Linked DNA regions of Sus scrofa: region 2 is linked to region 1. Evidence: chromatin contacts called from public promoter capture Hi-C data. All regions are on one chromosome and are shown on one strand. The core of a region is the stretch at or near the end of the contact, and the rest is flanking DNA. Distances in the headings are between cores, read along the strand shown.

Region 1 (4,342 bases), core at 1,162-3,661:
TCCCCCATGGAGAGGAAACCAAAATTATTATTTGGGTGTTTTCCCAGACTAGATTTCTTAGAAGTAAATACAGGAGGCAAAGTGCAATTCCCACCACATTCCCCGTGTATGTGTGTATGTACGTGTATGTAGGTGCCTGTGTGTGAGTGTGTGTGGTGGTTGTCGGTTGAAGGACTATCATGACTTGTGATTTTGATTCCAAGTGTACAAAGTGAACTCTGCCATAGAGGTTACATGTTAATTCTCCCAGCAGAAACTTGAATGCCATCTTCCTTCCCTTTTCATCAAATAGTTTATAACACAAAGATTAAGGCCTCTATTAGACTTCAGCTTCATGGTGGGACAAAAGTGCTATTTCATAGTATTATTCATTTTAATCTGCAGGACAAGTAGTGTCTTTATAGAAGAGCAAACTCTTCACAAACAGAACAACCTTAAATGTCCACCAACCTTTTTTTTTTTTTGCCATGAATAATTAGGGAGTTTACATTTCCACTCTCCTGCTGACTAGCTGGAAATATATGTCAAAGATATTTTAAGTCAATGCAGAGCTTTAAAGTACTTTCGTTTTGTCTAGAGCTGAGCATGTAGTTCTCACACTCTGTTTCAGGCAATAACAGTCTTCATCTGCTGTCACTTCTCCACCATCCCGTTTTGGACCATTGGTTACTTTTAATTTTGCAAGGAAAGAAACCTAAACCAATGAAAAGACATAAATATTTTGGTGGAACTTAGACTAGTTTCCTTTCATCAGTCTTCTTCACAGGAATTTCCAGACATGGTCAGAAGTTTTGTAAAATTTAGTTCACTGGCTGTCAACAAGTGAGAGGTGTACATACTAATTTCAGTTCAGTGAAGCTTTCAAAACACTGGCGACAGAAAGGTAGTGGTAATTTGATAAGAAGTCTCGCTGTTTGGTAATGTGTTATTACACCGAATTATCTAAAAATAATATACGGTCAGAGGTCATCTGCTAAAACCTGTGTGTTGGAGTCTGAGAGAAATGACTGATGGATCCACAGGCTCACTGAACTTCAGCTCAAGCCACAACAGATGTTTACAAAATCAGAGAGCTAGACTCCAATTGGATCTAAGGAGGTCATTTTTTAAAAAATTAAATTAAAATGGACAGACTAGATCAGGTGAACAGAGAGAAACAGCTTCGAAGTTCCTGCCCCTTCGCTGCGCCTCTGCCTTCCCAAGGAGTTAATTAAATTAAGATGCCTTCCGCATAATCTGGGTTCTGTTTCTCTCTGCTCCCTCGCTCCCCCCTGCGTGAGTAATTTTCTTGTTCTGCTCAGGACTGCAGTTTGTTTAACAGAGAAAGTGGCTGTCTGTTTCGCCCTGGGAAACGCCAGTCCTCTTTTGTTCCCTCCTAACAGGTAGAAAGACAGAGCCAGCGCTCCCTCCAACAAACACCTTTTTCCCCCCTTCTTCCTACAAAGGCAACTCTTTTCTCTGTTGCCATGTCTCAAGAATCCAAGCGTTTAAACCCCAGGGGAATTTGCCTTCTGTCCCCTTCTCCAGGGCTGGAGGGATGAGAGGAAAATCAAAAGGCCAATACGAGGTTAGAGAATTACCTAGGATTCAACTACTACTTTCCTCTTGAAACGCTCTGGCTAGGCAGACACTCTATGTCCCGGCCGGTCCGCGCTGCCGCGGCCGCCTCGGGACGGGAGGACCAGGAATCCCACAGTAGGGTTAGGAAAAATATGAGGTTGTGGCGTTTTATCTCAACGTACGTAGATCAGCTTTTATAAGAAGCCTTCCTGAATGCTTAGATTAAATGTCACACGCACCCTAAAAACAGCTCACGAAAGCGTGTGTGGCGTGTTAGCTGGGAGCGGCGTGCCTGGGATCCGATAAAGTGAAAAATACAACGCCCTGGAGTGCATGCATACGATTTCTTTTCAAAACGTCTGAACTCGCGGCACACCAGACCGAGAATCTGAGCGCCCCCTTACACCCCCTGCAGCTTCCCTCCTTTAGGGCAGCTGCAGCCGGTTCCCAGAACAGACACTCACCTCTAGCAGAAAGGTCCGCCTGGGGAGCACCACTCAGACCTGGTCCAGAGAGTGAGGCACACAGCTTGGAAAGGTCATTGGGTCCACGCCTGACAAACTTCTTTTTCCGCGCGGAGTCCAGGGAGCTGCGGACATGATCTGGAGGACGACGAGCAGCTCAAACCAGAGCGGATCCTCTGAGTCGCCTTGGTCAGAGTCTGTAGACGCAGAATGTGTAAAGACCCGGGGTGGTTGGAGTTCGCACTTAGCGCTAGCCCAGAACCTCGCGCCTCTGCGATCCTCTCGCCGCCGACTCCGGGTAAGGTCGGAGCCTGCAGCCTCGCAGGGCCATCACCCTCCAGCAGCGAGCGTACGGAGCTCTGTCCCCGCCCGCGTCCCTCCCCAAGCTGCTCGCGGCGGGCTGAGTCGGGCTTTAGTAGCGGCCCCGCCTCCCCTTCGGGCGGGCGTCCCGCAGCCGCGCCGGGCCCCCTGCGCCCAGGCTCCGCCTCCGCGCCGGGCGCCCGCTAATGGTCCACTCTGTTTACTTGTGTTTGGATAGCAACTGAATCTTAAAGGCACAGACAGGTTTGCTCGAGGTTTCCCTGTTACATGGCCAAGGTGACTCAGTTCAAAGCTCACACACAAACACAACGCCCACCCTCTTCCTTCTCGGTGCCACTTTTCCTAATAATGTTGGAAACAGAACAACTGGCCTTCTGCCTCCCAAAGACCCCGCAGAGAAGCCCAAAGTGCATTTTGCAGTTTTACTTGGCGCGCTCGCCGCGTTAATTTCCACGTCTAATCACGTTTAACATAACCATCTTCTTCGTAGGTAAAAATCAATCACTTCTAGATTGTATTCGCCAGCATACATCACCCTTCCCCTAATTTTAAATACAGTTGTGTACATACTTTTGGTCAATTACGACTGTATGTATAGTCTGCTTTCGTCTGTTGTTTTCAAAACGAAGTTTGTTTATAGAGGTGACAATTGACTAATTTCGTAATTACTGCAAAGACAATGTAGAATATCCCAGGAGAATTTTTTTCCCAATATTTAAGCTTTAATCAGCCAATGTACATTTCACAAGCAGTTAGCTAACTTGGTTAAAGGGGTGGGCATCTGCAACCCATTGACAAACAATAAAGAATTCATCTGGAATAGGGGAAAAGCAATCATTTAAAAATATTTAGGAAAATACTATTCTAGCTTTTCAAACGTGTGCATCTCCATTCCTAGCAAAGACAGGGTTCATTGTTCATTCGCCAGGAAACTTAATCGAATTTGAAGTGTAGTGATACATTTTTCAGGTTCTTCTAAAGGTTCGGTCCCGTGTGAGTGTAACTGCAGAACGCACTTCAGCTACTCTGGAAATAGGGGGACCAAGTGACAGAAAGAGGATGACATACTCTCATCTTAAAAAGCCTGTGTCCAGATGAGATCTTCGTGAGCAGCACTGAGTAAAATGCCCTTCGTCCCAGACGAGTTCTCCAAAGGCGGTTTGCGTTAGCCCCCTGCAAGTCTGAGCTTGGAGGGGCGCAGGTCTTCGAGCCAAGCGGATGTACACAGTTCAGAGGTGGTCCGCCAGAATATGGTTTTGGATGTGCTGCTCCTAAGCACAATTAAAATAATCTCAATCGTGCGGGGAAGGGGACAAATATAAGCAGAAGCCTAAAAAACTGCCAAAAGGTCAAACAGTGACTGGGAAGCCAGGCAGAAGCTACAGGATATTATTTTATTAAGATAAAATCCCTTCCATTTTATTTATGCAGAGGTGGATAGAATTTTTCGTTCCTTTGGTAAAACATAATTCAGAGATAGCAGATCTTTTTTTTTTTTTTCTTTCCAATTTCAAATTTGCTAAGGTTAAAAACTGAGGTTGGAACGGAGACCCGAGCGTTGAATATCCTTCAGTATTTAACTGCTTCAAAATAGATTTGAGGAACAGTGCGGAAGAAGCGGAATGCCTGAGTTCAGGACTTTAAAAAAAAAAAAAAAAGTTTTTCCCTAATGGATTCTATAGGGGTGCTTTCATTTTAGCGCTCAGTCCTGAGCCCTAGCTATGGGGATGCCTGTGGTCCCTTCTCTCTAACCGCCTCATTCCTTCCGCAGCTTTTCTCAATTTGGAAGATTTGGAGGGAACTTTCTCTTCTTTCAGACCCCCAGGACAAGACTCCCGGGGTGGTGTTCCACGCTTCATATTTCCTTGTCTGTAAGTAGAGGTAACCCCCCAGAGGTAGGCTTCACACCTTCCCACAGAGTGTGACTGTGAGTGTGTGTGTGTGTGTGCGCGCGCGCGCGCGCGCGGAACTCCCTGCTTTTATCCCGGGCTGAAAAG
Region 2 (4,342 bases), core at 767-3,266, 200 kb after region 1:
GGGTTCTTAAACCCTCTCTCCCCTTTGTCACAGGTAGGGTAAGGGACAGCCAGGTTGATGTATCTCAAAGAGCCCACTTCTGCTGTGTCAGCAGTAAATGTTTGCTGTAAGAATTCTGGAAAGTCTGTTTCAGGCTTAAAGATACATGGTTCCATGTAGACTATGGTGGCCTAGCCCTGGCTTTAGTTCTGGTGTCCGTGGCCCCTTCTCCTACAAGGATTTTCTCACTGAGCAGGTACTGCTGTTCAGTACAGTAATGGAATCTTAGGAGAGTGGGTCCTTTTGTGTAGGAAGTAATTCTTGCTTCTTATTTGGTGTCTCATATAGAGTGAGGTTGAGCTCTAAGTGTATTTCACACATGCCTCTTCAAGTTCCAAGCCGTAGCGTTAACATGACCGTGCACTGTGGGATTAGACCCTTAGAATTTTTCATAGCAATCATGTGCCACATCTTAATCTCTGATTAAATGCATCATGCACATCACGCTCCATTACATCTTTTCTAAATCTTTTGATTGGATTATAAACACTTTTCCTTATGATCTTTCCACATTACAATATAGTGGCTCCAGTAGACTTTCTCTTCTACCTTAACTAAGTAAATTAAGCTTACAAAGGTATTTCCTTGCCTTCCCTTATTGGTAAGCTGCCCAGTCTTCACCTTAGTTGCCATTCTTACTGGCGTTTCTCCCAGTTCTATTTCCCTTTCATAAGTCAGGCCCACCATCATGTACTTTATTTTTACATCACACATTCTTCTCCTGGCAGACTGCCTGGCATAGTCAGATCTATCACAAGCCCTCCCACCCTGTCATCAGCCTGACCCTTAGCACACTATGACAGTGGTTATGTGGAGTGATGTCATTTAGTGGAAGGACTCCTGCATGTGGAATCAGAAGACCAAACATCAGGTCCTGAGTTGTTACTTATTAGCTCTGTGACCCTGGGTACATTGTGTAACTCCTTTAAACTTCAGATGCCTAATCCTAAAATGGACCTAGTATCATATTACTGGCTTTACCTACCTCAGTGTTTTCTTGTGAGGAACAAAGATGATGAATGTCAGAACATTTTGTAACCTGTAAAGTTCTGTGCACATGTAAATTGAATTGACCACTGTTAAGGCAAAAACTTTAAAAAGTGATGTTTGGTTATTTAGTTTTTAATTACTATGATGTAAGAATTTTATGGTATTTGTTGAAATAGTGGCTATTCTTTAGTATTAGAAAAATGTATTAAAAGATCATTGTATCTTATCCAGTAAAATATTGAAATCAAGAAATGTATGTAACTTAATTTTCCAGAAAATGGGAGTTCCCATCACAGCTCAGCAGAAACGAATCTGACTAGGAACCGTGAGGTTGCAGGCTCAATCCCTGGGCTCACCCAGTGGGTTAAGGATCTGGCGTTGCCATGAGCTGTGGTGTAGCTCACAGATGCGGCTTGGATCTGGTGTTGCTTTGGCTGTGGTGCAGGCCAGCAGCAACAGCTCTGATTAGACCCCTAGCCTGAGAACCTCTACATGCCACGGGTGTGGCCCTAAAAACACAAAAGACAAAAGACAAAAAAAAAAAAAAAAAAAAAAATTCCAGAAAATGGAAATTTAGCTCCTGAGGTAGCAAATCTCTAATTTTAACTATTTTAGATGGAGAGCTTTAAAAATTGTATTGCATGATTCTTTATAGCCAGAATGTAGAAACATCTCCCATTTTAATTATATAAATTAAGGGGAAAAAAGTAATATGAGCACATTGTAAAAATTCCAGATAGTGCAGAAGAGGAACTTAGTGTCTCCTCAGTCACCCCTCAGTTTTACTTCCTCTAAGAGATGTCAGTTAACAGCTTCTTGTGGGTTCTTTCAGTATGTGTATATGTATATCTTGTTTTACACAAGGGATTCATACTGCATAGGTGGTGTTCCATACCTTGTCTTTTTTTTGGGATGGGCGTGGCACTGTGGGCTAGGGATCAAATCTGAGCCACAGTTGTCTAGCCTGTGCCAGGCTGGTGACTGAACCTGCGTCCAAGTGCTCCAGAGATTCTCTTGATCCTGTTGTGCCTTGGCATGAACTCCTGCCTTCTCTCTCTCTTTCTTTTTTAACTTCTGATGTTTCTTGGAGATTTCTCCGTACCAGGACCTATAGGTCTGTGTGTATGTAATGGAATGTATTTTTTTAGTACTTTGGGCAAAATGAATTCCAGCTTACCAATTTTTGTGTATTCAAGGCTGCAGTAAAGTTTTATTGGTGTGTATTGGCATACCTGTCTTGCTGTGGACATTGGATACATTCTGAGAGATGGAATTACTGAGTTAGAGGGCATGTTCCTTTTTAATGATAATTCGCTTCCTTTTTTCTTTTTTTTAAATTTGGTTGAGAGGGTGCTACCTAAGCCCTATGTTATTTTTTAATGGTTAAGCAATTTCGGTTTGAATTACGAAAGAATTTTGGATTTTGCTTTCAGTGCCTTCTTGCCTAACTGCATGCTTTGACATCTCTCCATCTTAAAATTAGAATTTTTTTTTTTGCTTTTTAGGGCCGCACCGCAGCATATAGAGGTTCCCAGGCTAGGGGTTACAGCTGCCAACCTACACCACAGTCATAGCAACGTAGAATCCGAGCCACGTCTGCGACCTACACCACAGCTCGTGGCAACGCTGGATCCTTAACCCACTGAGCGAGGCCAGGGATCGAACTCGCAATCTCATGGTTCCTAGTCAAATTCGTTTCCACTGCACCATGACAGGAACTCCAGAATTAGAAATTTTGACTAAAAAAATCCATTGGGATTTTAAGCAAGTTTATATACCTATTAGCTATTACTCCAATTGCTGCTGCTGCCGCTGCTATTACTACTGCTATAAATGACTTTATTATATTCTTTACACTAGCTTTCCTACTTCTAGTCTTTTTTTTTTTTTTTTTCTTTTCTATTTCATGTGGAAGTTCCCAAGCTAGGTGTCAAATTGGAGCTGCAGCTGCCAGCCTGTGCCACAGCCACAGCAGTGTGGGATCTGAGCCGCATCTGCAACCTAACCACAGCTCATGGCAATGCTGGATCCTTAACCCACTGAGCAAGGCCTGGGATCGAACTCGAGTCCTCGTGGATATTAGTCGGGTTCTTTACTGCTGAGCCACAGCAGGAGCTACCCCTAAAAAAAATGAGAAGTAGAAAAAAACAAGATCAAAAGTCCTTTGCAAACTCACATACAGTGAGGCTGATGTGTCCCAGTGGGTGGTACTAAGCTTTCATCTTTGACTAAGTCTGCTGCTAGAGTTTCCTTCTTAAAAGTTCAGGTATGATCAAATCATCTTTCCGTTTGAAAATGGGTAGACACATAAAGCAGAGTTTGGCCCTAACCTACCTTTATATCTAGCACTATTTTCCCATATACCTTACATTCAAACACAAAGAACCATTCACTTGTACTTGACTTCATATATGTTTGTGCCCATCGCCTTTATACCTATTTAGTATTTCATTCCCTTTTTGGTCTCTGGAGAAACTTTGTTCATTCTTCAGGAGTCAGCTCAGAAGTCACTTCCTCTGTGGAGTCTTTGGTAGGGAGAGTGGTGTGGTAAGATTGTCAAGGCTAGCAAGAACTGTATCATTCAGGGCCTGGAAGGTTAAAGTATGTATCTTGGATTTTAAGACTACTGGTTCTTATCCACCGTCAGCTTAGAAACTGCTGTCCTGGAGTGCTCCTATACCTAATCTTGTTAAAACAGGCATTGCTTAATATTGTAATTATTTGCTCTTGTTTCTTTCCCCTCCCAAGGTAGTGTAACAGCCTCTCAGATAAATTTTTGTTGATGTCTACTCTTTGTGGTGTTTGGATGGAAAATGAAATGATACCTGTAATATGGCTGGTACAGTAAAAACTCAGTATAAGGGTGAGCTGTTGTTGATGTTATCATTATCATTACTGGGCAGGTAAATCCTGAGATGAGGAATAAAGGGAAATTTCTTGAAAGAGGTGAGATCTGATCCAGGCCTTAAAAGACTGTGTAAAGATTGCATTGGTGAGTTTTGCTCAGATGGTTTTAAAAACTTTATGAAAAACCACTGTGAAAGTTGAGACTTAAAATTTGATGGTAAAGTATCTGTAGTTATATATGTCTATGGCACTTGAAAAGGAGGAACTATGTTTCATTTTTTGGTTTGTTTCCTTAGTAGAGAATAAGTACTAAATACAGAATTAATACATTATTTTATATGCATAAATAATTATGTCGAAAAGGTAGATTTAGCTAAGATTGTTCAAGATTGATTTTTAGAAAGTTAAAATTATGATTTTTGTATGAACTTACAAAACCTCACTTGAATTTGTTTTTACTAAAGTA

The links. Promoter capture Hi-C pulls out the DNA fragments that hold promoters and counts their contacts.
Region 2: a promoter capture Hi-C map of liver shows a contact between it and region 1, with 4 times the contacts expected there. The contact joins the enhancer-like site here to the promoter of OSR2 in region 1. A contact is called at or near these places in 1 of 5 promoter capture datasets (liver), 8 of 47 Hi-C or Micro-C datasets (embryonic fibroblasts, epiblast stem cells, liver and 1 more) and 1 of 2 datasets of contacts at active chromatin or transcription factors (skeletal muscle).

The regions. Positions count from the first base shown.
Region 1 is chr4:37,895,524-37,899,865 of Sscrofa11.1, forward strand. OSR2 (protein odd-skipped-related 2) reads right to left here and starts at 2,412. Exons shown (of 4, transcript XM_005655349.3): 1 at 2,025-2,412.
Region 2 is chr4:38,098,160-38,102,501 of Sscrofa11.1, forward strand. The region is part of intron 4 of STK3 (serine/threonine-protein kinase 3); the gene reads left to right. Among named protein-coding and RNA genes, the nearest start is that of STK3, 89 kb to the left of the region's middle. Within about 2 kb of position 2,017, at least 5 of the 83 cell types and tissues checked have an H3K27ac peak or open chromatin away from gene starts, as enhancers often do. A contact at or near this core is called in liver, where this site is marked.